Linked DNA regions of Mus musculus: regions 1 and 3 are each linked to region 2. Evidence: chromatin contacts called from public HiChIP or PLAC-seq and Micro-C data. All regions are on one chromosome and are shown on one strand. The core of a region is the stretch at or near the end of the contact, and the rest is flanking DNA. Distances in the headings are between cores, read along the strand shown.

Region 1 (4,965 bases), core at 2,357-4,856, 320 kb before region 2:
ATGACATTCAAATTTTTCCACGCTTTTTGATCCCTGAATTCCCCTTAAAGAGATAGCCCCGCTGGCCATCTATCCCTTGCTTCAGGGAAGATGAGCGGGGATGAGAGCCCTGGGATGTATGCTTGTTATAGTGTGTGTGTGCGTTGTGTGTTTGGCACATGTGTTAGGTGCAGAGTGTGCGGCCCGCACTTTCGCCATGGTAGCGTAGGCTTTTGCTGCAGTGGAGGCGGGACAATCTCCTCAGATTCGGTTTGCCGCTCTAAAAGAAATTATGCTGCGTTATGCCGTGGGGTGCGAGGCTAAGCACTGCACAGAGGATAGCTTGCTGTTGGCATCCTGTGGAAGGCATGTCTGATTGCATGAAGGTTCAGTGTCCTAGTTCCCTTCCCTCAGGAAAAACGACACGGGAGCTGGCCAAGACCTCTCTGGGTGATGAGCCTAAGGGATGGTTTTGTGTAGGGCCCCTATGCTTGCACACTGGGGATCAGACCTCTACCTTCACCCATGAGGCTTGCTTGCAGCAATTAAGATCTGGCCATAGGTTCATTAACATCCTGGCCTTTTGATGCACCTGCCACAAGCAAAACACAATCTCCCCAGGTGTGGCTTGGCATAATAGAGAGGTAGTCAGTGATAAGACTCCCTGGGCATGTCACCAACCTAAGACAGGGATCAAACCAATGCTGTTTGTCACCCAAGGACGGGTAAGGGGCATGGCTGCGGGGGGCTATCTACAGACATTCTCTCTGCCAAAAAAGAAAAAAGGGGGAATTGTGGGGAGCGGGTGTGGCGGCAGTCCTAAAGGCGCCAGGGACTGCAGCTAAGTCATATGACTTGCACCTGACTTCCTCATATAAGACACAAACATCTTGAGTGCTGCGCAGGTGTACCAGGATACAGGTGAATCCAATTTGGTGGAGATTTGCCCCTGCTGCCCTGATTAGCTGAAGCTGCGTGCCTGGTGAGGTGGCGTGGCCTGCTGTGCATGGATGGGAACTGAGAGTATAAAAGAGTGAGAGGCCCAGGGTTCGGGGGAGATATAAAAACAAGGGAAGATATAAAAACAAGGGAGATATAAAAACAAGGGAGATATAAAAACAAGGGAGATATAAAAACAAGGGAGATATAAAAACAAGGGAGATATATGGAGAAAGAAGAAACAGGACTGAATAAATGTGTGCAGAAGGATCCTGTAGCAGCGTCGTTCTTCCTGGCCTGTTGAGCGTGCACAACAAGTGTGGCGCCTCGAGAGAATGCTCAGGGAGCAAAGGGCCAGTGCCAGGCCTGATGCCCAAGTTCAACCCTCAGGCTACACAGGAGAAAGAGAAAACTGACACATTGTCCTGGGACTTCCATAGCACACACGTGTGCGTGTGCACACTCATACATACACACACACACTATTCAAATAAAAAGTACACATACGTACACATGCACACATTTTAAAACAAAACATGGCCTGGAGAGATGGGTCAGTGATTAAAAGCACTGAATGCTCTTCCAGAGGTCCTGAGTTCAATTCCCAGCAACCAGATTAGCTCGTAACCATCTGTAATAGGATCCAGTGCCCTCTTCTGGTGTGTCTGAAGACAGCAACAGTGTAGGAACATACGTAAAATAAATAAAATCTTAAAAATAAATAAATAAACCATGAAAAAGCCACAAAATGGAGAGATGGCTCAGTGATGAAGCACTGCTCTTGTGGTAGACAACAGCTCAGCTACTGTTGTCTAAACAGGGTGTTCACAATTGCCTGTAACTCCAGCTCCAGGGGTTTGATGCTGTCTTCTGGCATCCAAGGGGACCTGCGTGCACATGGGCATGCACACCACTCACACACACACACTACATACATGTGCCACACGCATTTTTTTAAATGTTTGAAAAAAGAGCAGGAAAACATTATACAACCATGAAAGCAATAGATGAGTGTCATTCTCTCTCAAAGGGAGGGGCCTCTTTGTTGCTGGAAACAGCTTTTTCCTTCACCCAGGTACCTTAACAGCATGCTAAGCAAGACCTTTACCACAGATCCTGCAAAGGAAACCACACAAAGAAATTTCCAGAGGCTTGGTGAGGGTGAAGCCAGAGCTAAGGAGTTCCAGAGGCTGAGAGATGTGGTAAATTCTCCTTCCCTCTTGTCTTGGTTTCCCTGAGCCCTGGGACAGTACAGGCTAATCCTGTATGCTCCCGGCCTTGCATTTTCCACCCGTTTCCTTGTTCGATTGCAATGAAAGTCCCAGAACATAAACTTAGCCGTTTTTAAAGTAAAGAATTCGGGGGCATGCAGTATACTCACGGTATGCAATTACAACCTCTCTTGCATTAATAAACTTCCTTTTCCTAAACCAGAATGCACATCCATTTGGCAGTGGTCCCTTCTAGGCAGACTTTGGTGGTAGGTGGGGCTATTTCAGGTCTGACCAGAGGCAAGAACAGGAAACAGCAAAACAAGGCAGGTGAACAGGCTATTACTACCCACACCTGTCGAAGCCAATTAACTGTGCTCCATGACTCTCTATTGACCACACCTTAACCCCACCCAGGCCCTAGGTGGAGTTCAGTTGCCAGCTTCTGGCTACAATTAGGTAGCCTGGTACCAGCTTCCCTAACAAGGACAAGGTCTGTGTCCCTTACCTGCCCACCCTTTTCCTAACGGACACACGGACACACACAATTCTACAACCAAACATCACAGGCACAGTCCCTTCCCAGCAGGACTAATTCCTGTACTCCCTGGGCAGAGTAGAGGCTACATTGTTCTAGAGAACAGAGATTTACTGCAGATTCGCACAGAGCTAGACTTGGGCTCTGGCTAAATGACAGTCGTAAAACTACTTGAGCAAGGGTCTGTGGGTGCAGCAGGACCGTGTTCACAGGCCAGCAGAGCAGTAGGGTTTGGCCACCGTGTAAGCAGGATGGCCCCTGCCCACCCTGTTCCTCAAGTTTCTCTTGGAGCCCTGGAGCCTGGACTGAGGCTCTTCTCCACACTATTATCTCTGTGCCTCAGCAACCTATGGGAAAACTCCAAGCAGGGCCAGAGATGGCATAGCAGGACCAGCCTGTAAGGTGGGGCCAGCCTGTGTTAATGAGACTCGTGAAGAAGCTGGTAAATTTCCTAGTGATAACAAATTCAAGAGAGTAGAAAGGAAGAGGCAGTTTCGCTTCGTTGTTGGACTTCCTGTGGGTTATTCCATTTTGTTTTGAGACAGCCCCCTCCCTAACTGTCCTGGAACTCACTGTATGTCAGGCCGCTCTCAAACTCTCAGAGATCTGCCTGCCTCTGCCCCATGACTGCTGGGATTATAAGCATATGTCATGCCCACCTTGATGTAGGCATAATATTACTGTGCTCTGTGTAATTCAGGTGTTGATTTCTGTGTTCCCTTACCTGGTTGTAATCCTTATTCTGAGACTCTCCTGTCTCGAGGTTCTGTAAACACGGCTCCCCAGCCTTTCCCTGATTAGTCAATAAAGAAGCTGATCAGCTAATGAATGAGCAAGGGAAAGCATAAACCTGGGCTTCCTCCCAGCCCTGGGAGGTTGAGGGGGTAAAAGAGAGAGGAAAAGGAGATTAGCCTTGGGGAGAGACTTCCGGAGACACCTTGAGAAAACAGCTGGAGCACAGAAAGCCATAAAATGCAAGTATGTCAGGATTTTAGCTGGGAGGTAGCCAGATTAGCACAGAGGATTAATGGAGTAATTCTGCCCAGTTGTTGTGCCCTTCAAGCTTGATAAATACATAGTCAGTTCTCAATGATCTGGGTGCTAGCTGGGTCAAGAGGAAAGCTGACACATTTGTAAAACAATGTGGCTAACACCTTGAATTCGTTTTTAATCCATACAGCTTTGCAGAAAGGGATGCCAGTGTCCAGAAAAGGCAAAAATGGCCAGCATTGTGACTTGACAGAAAACAATGTTTAAATCCTTTTTTTAAAAAGATGTAGGGGGGCTGGTGAGATGGCTCAGGGGTAAGAGCACTGACTGTTCTTCCAAAGGTCCTGAGTTCAAATCCCAGCAACCACATGGTGGCTCACAACCATCCGTAACAAGATCTGACTCCCTCTTCTGGTGTGTCTGAAGACAGCTACAGTGTACTTACATATAATAATAAATAAATCTTTAAAAAAAAAATAAAATAAAAAAAAATAATAAAAAAAAAAATAAAAAGATGTATTAAAAAAAAAAAAAAAAGCCGGGCGGTGGTGGTGCATGTCTTTAATCCTAGCACTTGGGAGGCAGAGACAGGCAGATTTCTGAGTTCGAGGCCAGCCTGGTCTACAAAGTGAGTTCCAGGACAGCCAGGACTACAGAGAAACCCTGTCTCGAAAAACCAAAAAGAAAAAAAAAAAAAAAAGAAAAGATTTATTTATTATTTATAAGTACACTATAGCTGTTTTTCAGATGCCCCAGAAGAGGGCATCTGATCTCATTACAGATGGTTGTGAGCCACCATGTGGTTGCTGCGATTTGAACTCAGGACACTGAGCCATCTCTCCAGCCCATCTTAAATCCTTAAATGGGGAAAAACTCTTACCCTCTTCTTCTACAAGCTGGGATCCGCATCCCGAATTCTCCCATTGACAAGGACGCAAAGCTTCATCCAATGAACTGTTTGGGACTTGGACCTGCCTTCCCAGTCCCATGCCATTCTGGGCTCAGTCACTTAGAAGACCGCCTGTACCTTACTAACTCTCAGAATTCTTCTTTTTTTTTTTTTTTTTATAAGTACACTGTAGCTGTCTTCAGATGCACCAGAAGAGGGCATCAGATCTCATTATGGATGATTGTGAGCCACCATGTGGTTGCTGGGATTTAAACTCAAGACCTTTGGAAGAGCAGTAGGTGCTCTTAACCACAGAGCCATCTCTCCAGCCCCAGCTCTCAGAATTCTGAGACAAGCAGGTGCTAGCCCCTAGCTAAGGGAGGGAGAGGTCATATTGAAAGTAGACCATAACTATTTCC
Region 2 (4,429 bases), core at 610-3,109:
ACACACATATACATTTGTGTATACATACATCTAAACTTAAGGTTTGAACAAAATGTTTGTCCAACTCCTTTCTTCTGAGTTGTTTTTATTCTGTATTTTGAATTATGAAGGAGTTGTTAGATGGTACTTGATGTAGAAATGGTTTGTGTTTGAAACATTTTTGTGTAGAGTAATAGAATTTCTTGTTGAAGATTTGTTTTGTGCCTCTTTTATACTAGTATTCTCAGGACTGATCTCACCTGCGGTACAGGTAGGCTGTAAGCTGGCAATGGATGCGTAGCACTATTGTAAAGACATGAGCCCAGTAAGTACTTCCAAAGTTGAGAACTAGAGGATGAAGAGGCTTTGCCTGATGCATCTCTCCACCAGAAAGCCCATGCCCTGGTGGCTGATGTGACAGCCTCTCCTACATGGAAGCCTGCTTCTCTATTTTCTGTTTCTCAGCTCCAAGAGTGGGTCATTCCACATAAGGAAGGAAGAGACCAAAGGTGCATTATTTTGGGGCTCTGGGGGTTCTGCTTGTGGCTCAATAATAAAGACCTTTGGCCTTTTTGACGGGACAGTATTTAGCTAGTTTCTAACATAACTCAACTTCCCTGCCATTGCGTCCTTCTGCATGGCTCCCTCCCTCAGCTCGGCCTAGTCCATGCTTCTGTCCCTCTGTCTGACCCCTGCCCTTCTGCCTCACCTCCAGCCACCTGCTTTTTTTATACAGAAGCTACACATCTCACTCCTGCAGTTGCCCTTGGCTATGTGACCTTCCCCAAGGCTGCTTGCCTTTCTTTTTGGGCAGGTAGGTAGCAACAAGATTTACATATCCTGCTAGGCTTTCCGCAGTTGGCCCAGCAATTAACAATAGAGAAAGAACGCAGGGACACACTTTTTCAAAACTAGTAAATTCACCATTTGTGGGTTGTCCCACAGCCTATCTCAATGCTGGACTGCCTTGCCACTTAACTCCTGTAACTTCTGAGCTCCCATTGTCTAGACTATTTCCAATTTGTCCCCAAAATATCTCTTACAGGATGGGGGCCGAGGGGAGCTGTGCATGTGAGTGCAGTGCTCATGGAGGCTAGACTAGGGCATAAGATCCTATGTAAGCTGGCGCTGCCGTTGTGATATGCCTGATATGGGAGCTGAGAATCAAACTGCAGTCCTCTTCAAGAAAAGAACACTTAAGCACAGAGACATTTCTCCAGCCTCATCTTTACGGTTTTTTTTACAAGTGCTAATCCTGGTGTGTTGTAACTTCAAGCTCATTTGCTGTCCTGGAACTTATTCTGTAGATTAGACTGGTTGGGAACTCACAGCTCCATCTGCCTCTGCCTCCTGAATGGAGAGATTAACACCCAGGCATGCACCACCACTGCCCAGGCAGAAAAAAAATATTCCTATAAATAATAATATATCTAAATTCCAAAGCATTTTTTGTTTGTTTTTTGCAGTGGTGGTTTTAAAGCAAATTGCAAATGATTTATAATAGTAAAAAAAATAGTATTTAACTGACTTATTCTAGAAGTTCCCTACTGTTGTTCCTTGCACACTTTGTACTATTTCACCTGTTGTAAGCTGCCTGTGGCCACACTAGCTGAGTTCCTGAGTGGGAGGCCGGAGCTGTATGGAAGGAAATGGTGAGAGAATGGAGGCCAAGACATGTTTCTGTTCAAGGCCCCCAAGTCTGTGCTTATAAAGGGGGGGGAGGCCCATCCCCTGCCAATCCATTCTTGATGTCTTGTTGCCAGCCTGCTGCCGGATGCTTTCTCCAGAATATTTCAAGGGCCTCTCAGCAGGTAGCAGTGTCCTGGAGAAGAGCAGCAGCAGGTGACAGAACAATAGAGCCTTCTAAGTCGAAGGCTCCACCCCAGGTAGTCTCATACTCAGTGGCCTCGAGGTCAAAGTTAGCCTACTCAAGGCTGGGGGAGGCTACAACCTGTCACACAAGACATCCTGGAATTCAGTGGCCCAATCGCTTAGCAAGACCTCCAGTTTGAGTTTTCCTAGCCAATTTCAAATACATAAATTTTACTGTTAACCCTTTGGCATTAGTCCAGTCTCTGCCTCTTCTGCACAGCCCCTGAGAGACTGATAAAGACCAGCATCTAGTCTGAGGCCAGAAGCCTAGCTCTTACTGAATATTCTGAATTATCCCAAACCTCCCAAGGTCTTGCACCTTCGCATACTTTTTGAACACTGGGATAAGGTGAAAGTAAGCTGGACTTATTTGAGACTATCCTTTTGACCTTGTGAGAGTTTTCATTCTAATTGTAGAATCCAGGGCTAAGAGCACAGATTAAGGCCAGGGTTAAATATTAGTTCTGTTACTTCTATCTGGCCTTGGGTAAGTTATATTTCTTTGGGGGCCTCAGTTTGTTCTTCAGTGACATGTCTCAATCTCACACATACATGCATTAATATCACTATGGAATCAACTTCCTCGAACACCTCATTGGGCTATGGTTTATCTGGGATACAGATGTTTGTCTTATGTCTTCTCCTGAGCTGACCTAACCTTTGGCAGCTGTTTCCTGATGCTTCAATTGCTGGAATAATAAAGTGTACCAGTTGTTAACAGTGGCTGGTTATCTCATGAGTGGTAACCATTTATCACATACTTACATCAGATCTTCACCTGGATTCTTATGAGGCCACTATGCCCTGCCTTGGAAGAGGTTTCACAGGGGAGAGTGATGAGGTGAGAAGGGCCACACTGCCTTTAGGTTCATCACCTAAGCTCTCCCCTATCGCCATACACAAAGCTAAGCACACCAACAGGTGTTAACAAAAGGTTTTGGCACTGAAAGAATGAGATAAACTTTAGTTTTTCCATTCAATAAGATGATTCCTCACAGGTCAAGGGAAAATAAACCATTTCAGAAATATTCCATTCTCTAGTCTTGCTTCTATTTCAGGACCTCTCTGCTGGCATTTCTCTTCAGCCTAGTATCTGTGGAGGTTCCTTGAAGATGCACATGGCAAGTTGAATAGTTACAGAATTTAATAATGAACTATGATATAAAAAAGGGATGCTACCATCCTGGAGATGGTAGGGGAAAAAAGAGGGGCTATCACTGCTAGAGAAGAAAGGAGTTACCAAATTCACAGGCACTTTAGCTTCCAGCATGGTATGACTACACAGAATGTCAACAATAGGTTGGCCCTTCTCACTCTTTGAACCTCCATTAGTACTTTTCCAGGCATATTATTTGGAAGCTGGACATTCAGTGACAATAGATGAGTGTCCTTAAAAGCACAGAACAGGCTCTAGGAGAATAGAAATGACCCATGGAGCCACACTGAAATTATTCAGCATAAACCTGTACTCTTTAAAAATCTCCATGATAACCTTGGAAAATTAATTAGTTTTTGTACAGAGACAATTTCACCCCAAGATACATACTTCAATAGTGTGTAGCAATTCCCAAATCGAAGTCACTTAGTTAAAAAAATAGCAACATTGGAGATGTGGGCTAGGGGGTACCAGTAGTTCTGTCCAACCTGTAAACAAGAGGAAGGTCTGATATTGCAAAGACTGGCTTTCTCAGTTCTTGTTAATGCGAGGCCAACATAAAAATGTAACCTTTCACTTCTGGTTTCCATCTGTGCCCTGGAGCCGTCCCTGTCCCACAGCTCTCTGTACCGGAATCCCTCTGAGAGAGAGCTGGTCTCCCAGAAGTGCTGACACACCTGAGAGCACAGGTGATACCACCACTTCTGCTCAAATTCCTGGCCCAAGAGGGACCTGCCCAAAGCCATCAGGACACAGGGACCAAGGAACAGCAGGGGACAGGATCCTTCCAGTTTCCATCTGTGGCCCGGAGCTGATCCTGTACCACAGCTCTCCATACCCAAATTCCCCCCAGAGAGAGCTGGTCTCCCAGGAGTGCTGACCCAGGCTTGCAGGAAGGACAAGCCACAGTCAGAGACAGCAAGACCAGCTAACACCACAGATAACCAGATGGCAAGAGGCAAGTACAAGAACATAAGCAACAGAAACCAAGGCTACTTGGCATCATCAGAACCCAGTTCTCCCACCACACGGGAAAAGCAACACTCTGATTTAAGATCATATCTCATAATGATGATAGAGGACTTTAAAAAGGACATAAATTACTCCCTTAAAGAAATACAGGAGAGGGCTGGAGAGATGGCTCAGAGATTAAGAGCACTGACTGCTCTTCTGAAGGTCCTGAGTTCAAATCCCAGCAACCACATGGTGGCTCACAACCATCTGTAATGGGATCTGATGCCCTCTTCTGGAGTGTCTGAAGACAGCTAAAGTGTACACACATGTAATAAATAAATCTTTTAAAAAAAAAAGAAAGAAAGGAAGAAAGAAATACAGGAGAACACAGGGAAACAGATAGGAGCCCTTAGAGAGGAAACACAAAAATCCCTTAATGAATTACAGGAAAACACAAACAAACAGGTG
Region 3 (4,351 bases), core at 1,112-3,611, 300 kb before region 2:
AGAAACCCTGTCTGGGAAAGAAAAAGCACCATCTTCTCTTCCAGAGGTCCTGAGTTCAAATCCCAGCAACCACATAAGATCTGGTGCTCTCTTTCTGTGCTGCAGGCCTATATACAGGCAGATCACTGCATACATAATAAATAAATAAATCTAAAATATTTAAAATAAATTGTTTGCTTCCACGTATGGTGGTGGCTCTTGCCTAGGACTCAGGAGGCAGAGGGGGCAGGTCTTTGTGAGTTCAAGTCCTACCTGTTCTATATAGTGAGAACTCATCTAGGGCTACATAGAGAGATCCTGTCTCAAAACAAACAAATAAATAAAAATCAAGGCAGACATGATCTTCTGTTCTGATCCCAGCCTTTGAGGGAGGTAAATCTCTCTGAGTTCAATGCTTGTCCGAAAATCTAAAGGAAGCATAGAATTACTATTCCATTTACCTATTTGGGGGAGGAAGGGCACCTACCGTGATATATGTGACAGTCAGTGGACAACTTGCAAGAGTCAGTTTTATCCTTCAACTACGTGGGTCCTAAGACTTCAACTCAGGTTGCCAGATATGGCAGCAAGCACTTTTACCGGCTGAGCCAGTAAGATGTGTTCCCAGTCTGCCTTGGTGTACTGACATGAACTTTAGTGTTAAATAGAGGAAGACTCAGAGTGGGCAAGAGGGATGCATGACACAGTGGTCCCTCAAAGCTCTCTGGCTGATCAGTATCTCAGAGATGTGCTGGTTCTGTGGGCTGGCTGGAACAGAAGTCCTTCCTGCATGAGAGGGCCGGTTTGTTCTCTGGAGACACCTTGTCTTGCCTCAGGGTGCAGCCTTGGCCAGCAGAGATAATTACTCTTATTTCTGCAGTCCAGCATAACTTTAATCAGGACGAGGCTGCGTGATAAGCATTGAAGAGGAGAGGGACATAGTCAGTAGAGGGTTTCAAGACACAGTTTCTCTGTATAGCTCTGGCTGTCCTGGATCTCTCTTTGTAGACCAGGCTGGCCTTGAACTTAGAGATCCGACTGCCTCCGCCTCCCAAGTGCTAGGACTGAAGGCATGTGGCAGCACTGCCCAAGAGAGCTCACCTCTCCTTTTGATAAATGAGATTATACACTAGCACCTTGCCTGTGACTGTTGTCTCCAAAGGTAAAACCAGGAGTTTCTAAGGAGTTGTAGGTGTATAGCCAGGAAGGGCTAAGAGCCTTAAGCAGGCGTTATTTGTGCTGCTATGCTTGCTTCTCTGCTGGCGAAAGGCTTCAGACTCTGGTTGAAGGCCACCCCCTGTGTGACACATCTTTACTTTTCATGCCCTCATAATTTTCCTGTCTTTTTTGTTCTGTCTCAGAGCTAAGCAAAAATTGAGGGCAGAGATGGAAAAAAAAAATTCCCCATAACCCCTGACCCCATACTGGTTGACTCTCAAGCCTTTGGGAATAGGCCTGCTGCCTCAGCAAGTAACCCCACAATACAGGACCAAAGTTCTCCCACAGCTGTTAGAGACCCTGCTCTTCTTTGAAAAGCATCTTTTCATTGCAAGCAGCTGTCAGCATCCTGCTGAGTCCCTGAACTCACCAACAGAGGGGTTTCAATGTGTTCTGCTCACATGAATGCCGGCAGCATCTCTCAGACACACAGTGGAGTTTATTGCCACACTTGGGAGGGCAGATGGTGCCTCCACACAAAAGACCAGGGTCACAACACAGCCCCAGCTTTTCAAAGAAGCAGGAATGTTTTTGTCCTTTTTTTTTTTTTTTCCTTCCTCCAATTCATACCCATCCTCCCTTGATCCTGTGTGGTGTCTACATAAAGTGTCAACTCTACTTTAGGGCGATGAGAAACTAGTTTATTCTAGCCAGGCAAGGTGGTACAGTTTTATAGAATTGCTGACCACTAGAGTGTGGTGGAACTGACAGCAGCAGGTGCATGCAGCCAGACTCCTAATGTCACAGTGGCAACCTAGATGGTCAGGTTGCAAGCAGGACTGGCTTGTAACCTTGGACAGCTCATCCCTAATGCCCTTCTTCCAGTTAGGCCTCAATTTTATTGGCTCTACAACCTCCTGGAGACCAACAGATCAAACACATGATGAGCTTGTTGGGGGTGGGGAGGGAGGGGAACATTTCACAGTCAAACCTTAATAGCAAGTGAACCCTGTTGGTTGGTTGGTATTGTTGTTAAGACAGAGTTTCCTCTGTAGCTATGGCTGACCTAGAACTCTGTAGACCAGACTGGCCTCAAACTCAGAGATCTCTGCCTCCCAAGGTCTGGGAACAAACACACGCAGCCACCACATCCTAGTATGGAACTCTATTTTATTATCACCAATTAAGCTTTACAGTTGGTGAAGGTAGGGTGTGTCAAGCCTCCAAGAGTTTTATCTAAAAGTCAAAAGCTGTAGCTCGAAGTCAAAGGTTGATAGTTAATGGCCTCTTAAAGAGATAGAGCTCAAGATAAATTTATCTGTGCAGCCTAAAGAGAGCATTCCATCTTTCCACAATCTCATTGTTATGCTTAGCCAAGGCAAGGAGTTTACTGTCTAAAGAAGATGGCTTATGCAGAGAATTCCCCTCAGCTAGAGCTTGGGAAACAACCTGGGAGCTTTCACACTGTTCCAGAAATGAAAGCCAGGATGCCAGGCCAGAGGGACAAGAGAAAGGCATGACAAAGGGACTGGGACATAGAACTGGAAATAGAAATGCTAAGTGAGGAGTGTGTGTGTGTGTATGTGTGTGTTGTTAGGGATGACTCAAGCCCTCTACCAAAGTATGTAATGAATCTACCATTGAGCTACACCCAGATGGGACTCCCCAAATCCAGAAATCCAGATAACCCTATGGTAGTATGGGACTTCAAGTTAGACAGACTTCCTGATAGGCAGACAGATAGGGAGAGGAGCCCTGACTGGGTAACAAAGGTGTTGACCTTCCAAGATGGCAGTCTTCTTCACCCTTCAGACCTGAGACAGAAGCCTGGTAGCCTAAAACAAAGGACTTGTAGGCTTTTTCTCTTGAGGATGGATTGGCTCACCAAGTTCAAGGCCAGGTCAGAACATGTTACCTAACAGTTGTGGACTGATCACCCACCAAACTTAAATTAGAGAAGGAAGACTTTTCAAAGACAAACAAAAAACAAAACAAACAAAACAAAACAAAAACCCCCAGAGCCCTCTAGGGGAGCCTGGATTTTTCAGGTGTAGTGTCTTACTCTATGCGTGCTTGCTGTGGGAGTGTATGCATTTTCTCGCCTATGATTAAAGCCTTTCTTCAGTGGCCCGTTCTGTTGGGTGGTCAGGATGTTCCCTGCTGCCTTTTAATTCTTTTCCTGGCAGAGAAGATAAACAGGAAGGAGAGCCCTAGACTGGAACAGGAGGACCATTTTCTCAATCTTTCTGCGTATGGGTGTTTTTCCAGTGTGCGTGTCTATGTGTCCAGTGTGTGCAGTGACCACAGAGGGTGGAAGAGAGCATCAGATCTCCCGGGACTAGACTTACAGACAGTTGTGAGCTGCCACATGAGTGCTGGGAATTGAAGCCAGGTCCTCTGGAACAGCAGCCATTGTTCTTAACCGATGAGCCATCTCTCCAGCACCAGAGGGTGACTTTGAACTTCTGATCTTCCTGCCTCCTTTCCCTAAGTGCTGGTGTTACAGGCATTTGCTACCATGTTTATGCAGTATTAGGAATCAATCCTGAGATTTCATGCATAGTGAGTAAGCTGTACTCCCCACCTCCAGCCCCCTCTTATTTTTTAAATATTAAAATAACTGTGATGTGTTCTAAAGCTGTCTCAAAATATCCTGAATCAAGGAATTCTTGGGGAAAGTAGTTTTCCATATAGGAAAAACAAAACAAAACAAAACACAACAACCGAATCTCTATTTCTTACATAGAATGTCAATGGATGGTGCTGGAGACAAGGCTCTGCATTTAAAAGCACTGTTATGAATTATAATGAGGTAAAGGGGTACCTGGTAGGCCCATGCCAAGGCGTGCCCCTGAGTAATTGGTCCTCCATGTTGTTCTTGCACTTAGTCCTCTCTTTCTCTACCCCCTCCCCAATTTGGTTCTTAGGAGAAGGTCCCCTCGAGACCCTTGAATAACTGGACCTGCTGGACGGGTCAAGTTTGAGGCCAGCCTGGTCTACAAAGTGAGTTCCAGGACAGCCAGGGATACAAAGAGAAACCCTGTCTTGAAAAACAAACAAACAAACAAAAAAAGAAAAGAAAAAAAAAAAAAGTCATGCTACTGATCTGTGAAAGGAGGGGAGTGAGGACCCAAGAAAGGGCAGAGGCAGACAAGTGAGCCATGATGTGGAGAGAAAGGGAGAGGACCTAGAGAAGGGGTAGAGGCAGATGAGT

Evidence for each region. Hi-C and Micro-C count contacts between places; a contact is called where the count stands out from the background. HiChIP or PLAC-seq counts read pairs in DNA pulled down with a chosen protein or histone mark.
Region 1: a contact with region 2 is called in a Micro-C map of embryonic stem cells, with 2.9 times the contacts expected there. The contact joins two enhancer-like sites. A contact is called at or near these places in 1 of 484 Hi-C or Micro-C datasets (embryonic stem cells) and 1 of 115 datasets of contacts at active chromatin or transcription factors (embryonic stem cells).
Region 3: a contact with region 2 is called in an H3K27ac HiChIP or PLAC-seq map of embryonic stem cells, with 10 read pairs. The contact joins two enhancer-like sites. A contact is called at or near these places in 4 of 39 promoter capture datasets (the 3T3-L1 cell line, cranial neural crest, hippocampal neurons and 1 more), 2 of 115 datasets of contacts at active chromatin or transcription factors (both in embryonic stem cells) and 1 of 9 other capture datasets (liver).

Annotation. Positions count from the first base shown.
Region 1 is chr6:39,453,507-39,458,471 of GRCm38.p6, reverse strand. No RefSeq gene overlaps it. Among named protein-coding and RNA genes, the nearest start is that of Gm52860, 14 kb to the left of the region's middle. Within about 2 kb of position 3,606, at least 23 of the 459 cell types and tissues checked have an H3K27ac peak or open chromatin away from gene starts, as enhancers often do. A contact at or near this core is called in embryonic stem cells, where this site is marked.
Region 2 is chr6:39,129,076-39,133,504 of GRCm38.p6, reverse strand. The region is part of intron 1 of 4930599N23Rik (RIKEN cDNA 4930599N23 gene); the gene reads right to left. Among named protein-coding and RNA genes, the nearest start is that of 4930599N23Rik, 13 kb to the right of the region's middle. Within about 2 kb of position 1,859, at least 7 of the 459 cell types and tissues checked have an H3K27ac peak or open chromatin away from gene starts, as enhancers often do. A contact at or near this core is called in embryonic stem cells, where this site is marked.
Region 3 is chr6:39,432,556-39,436,906 of GRCm38.p6, reverse strand. No RefSeq gene overlaps it. Among named protein-coding and RNA genes, the nearest start is that of Gm25402, 12 kb to the right of the region's middle. Within about 2 kb of position 2,361, at least 40 of the 459 cell types and tissues checked have an H3K27ac peak or open chromatin away from gene starts, as enhancers often do. A contact at or near this core is called in embryonic stem cells, where this site is marked.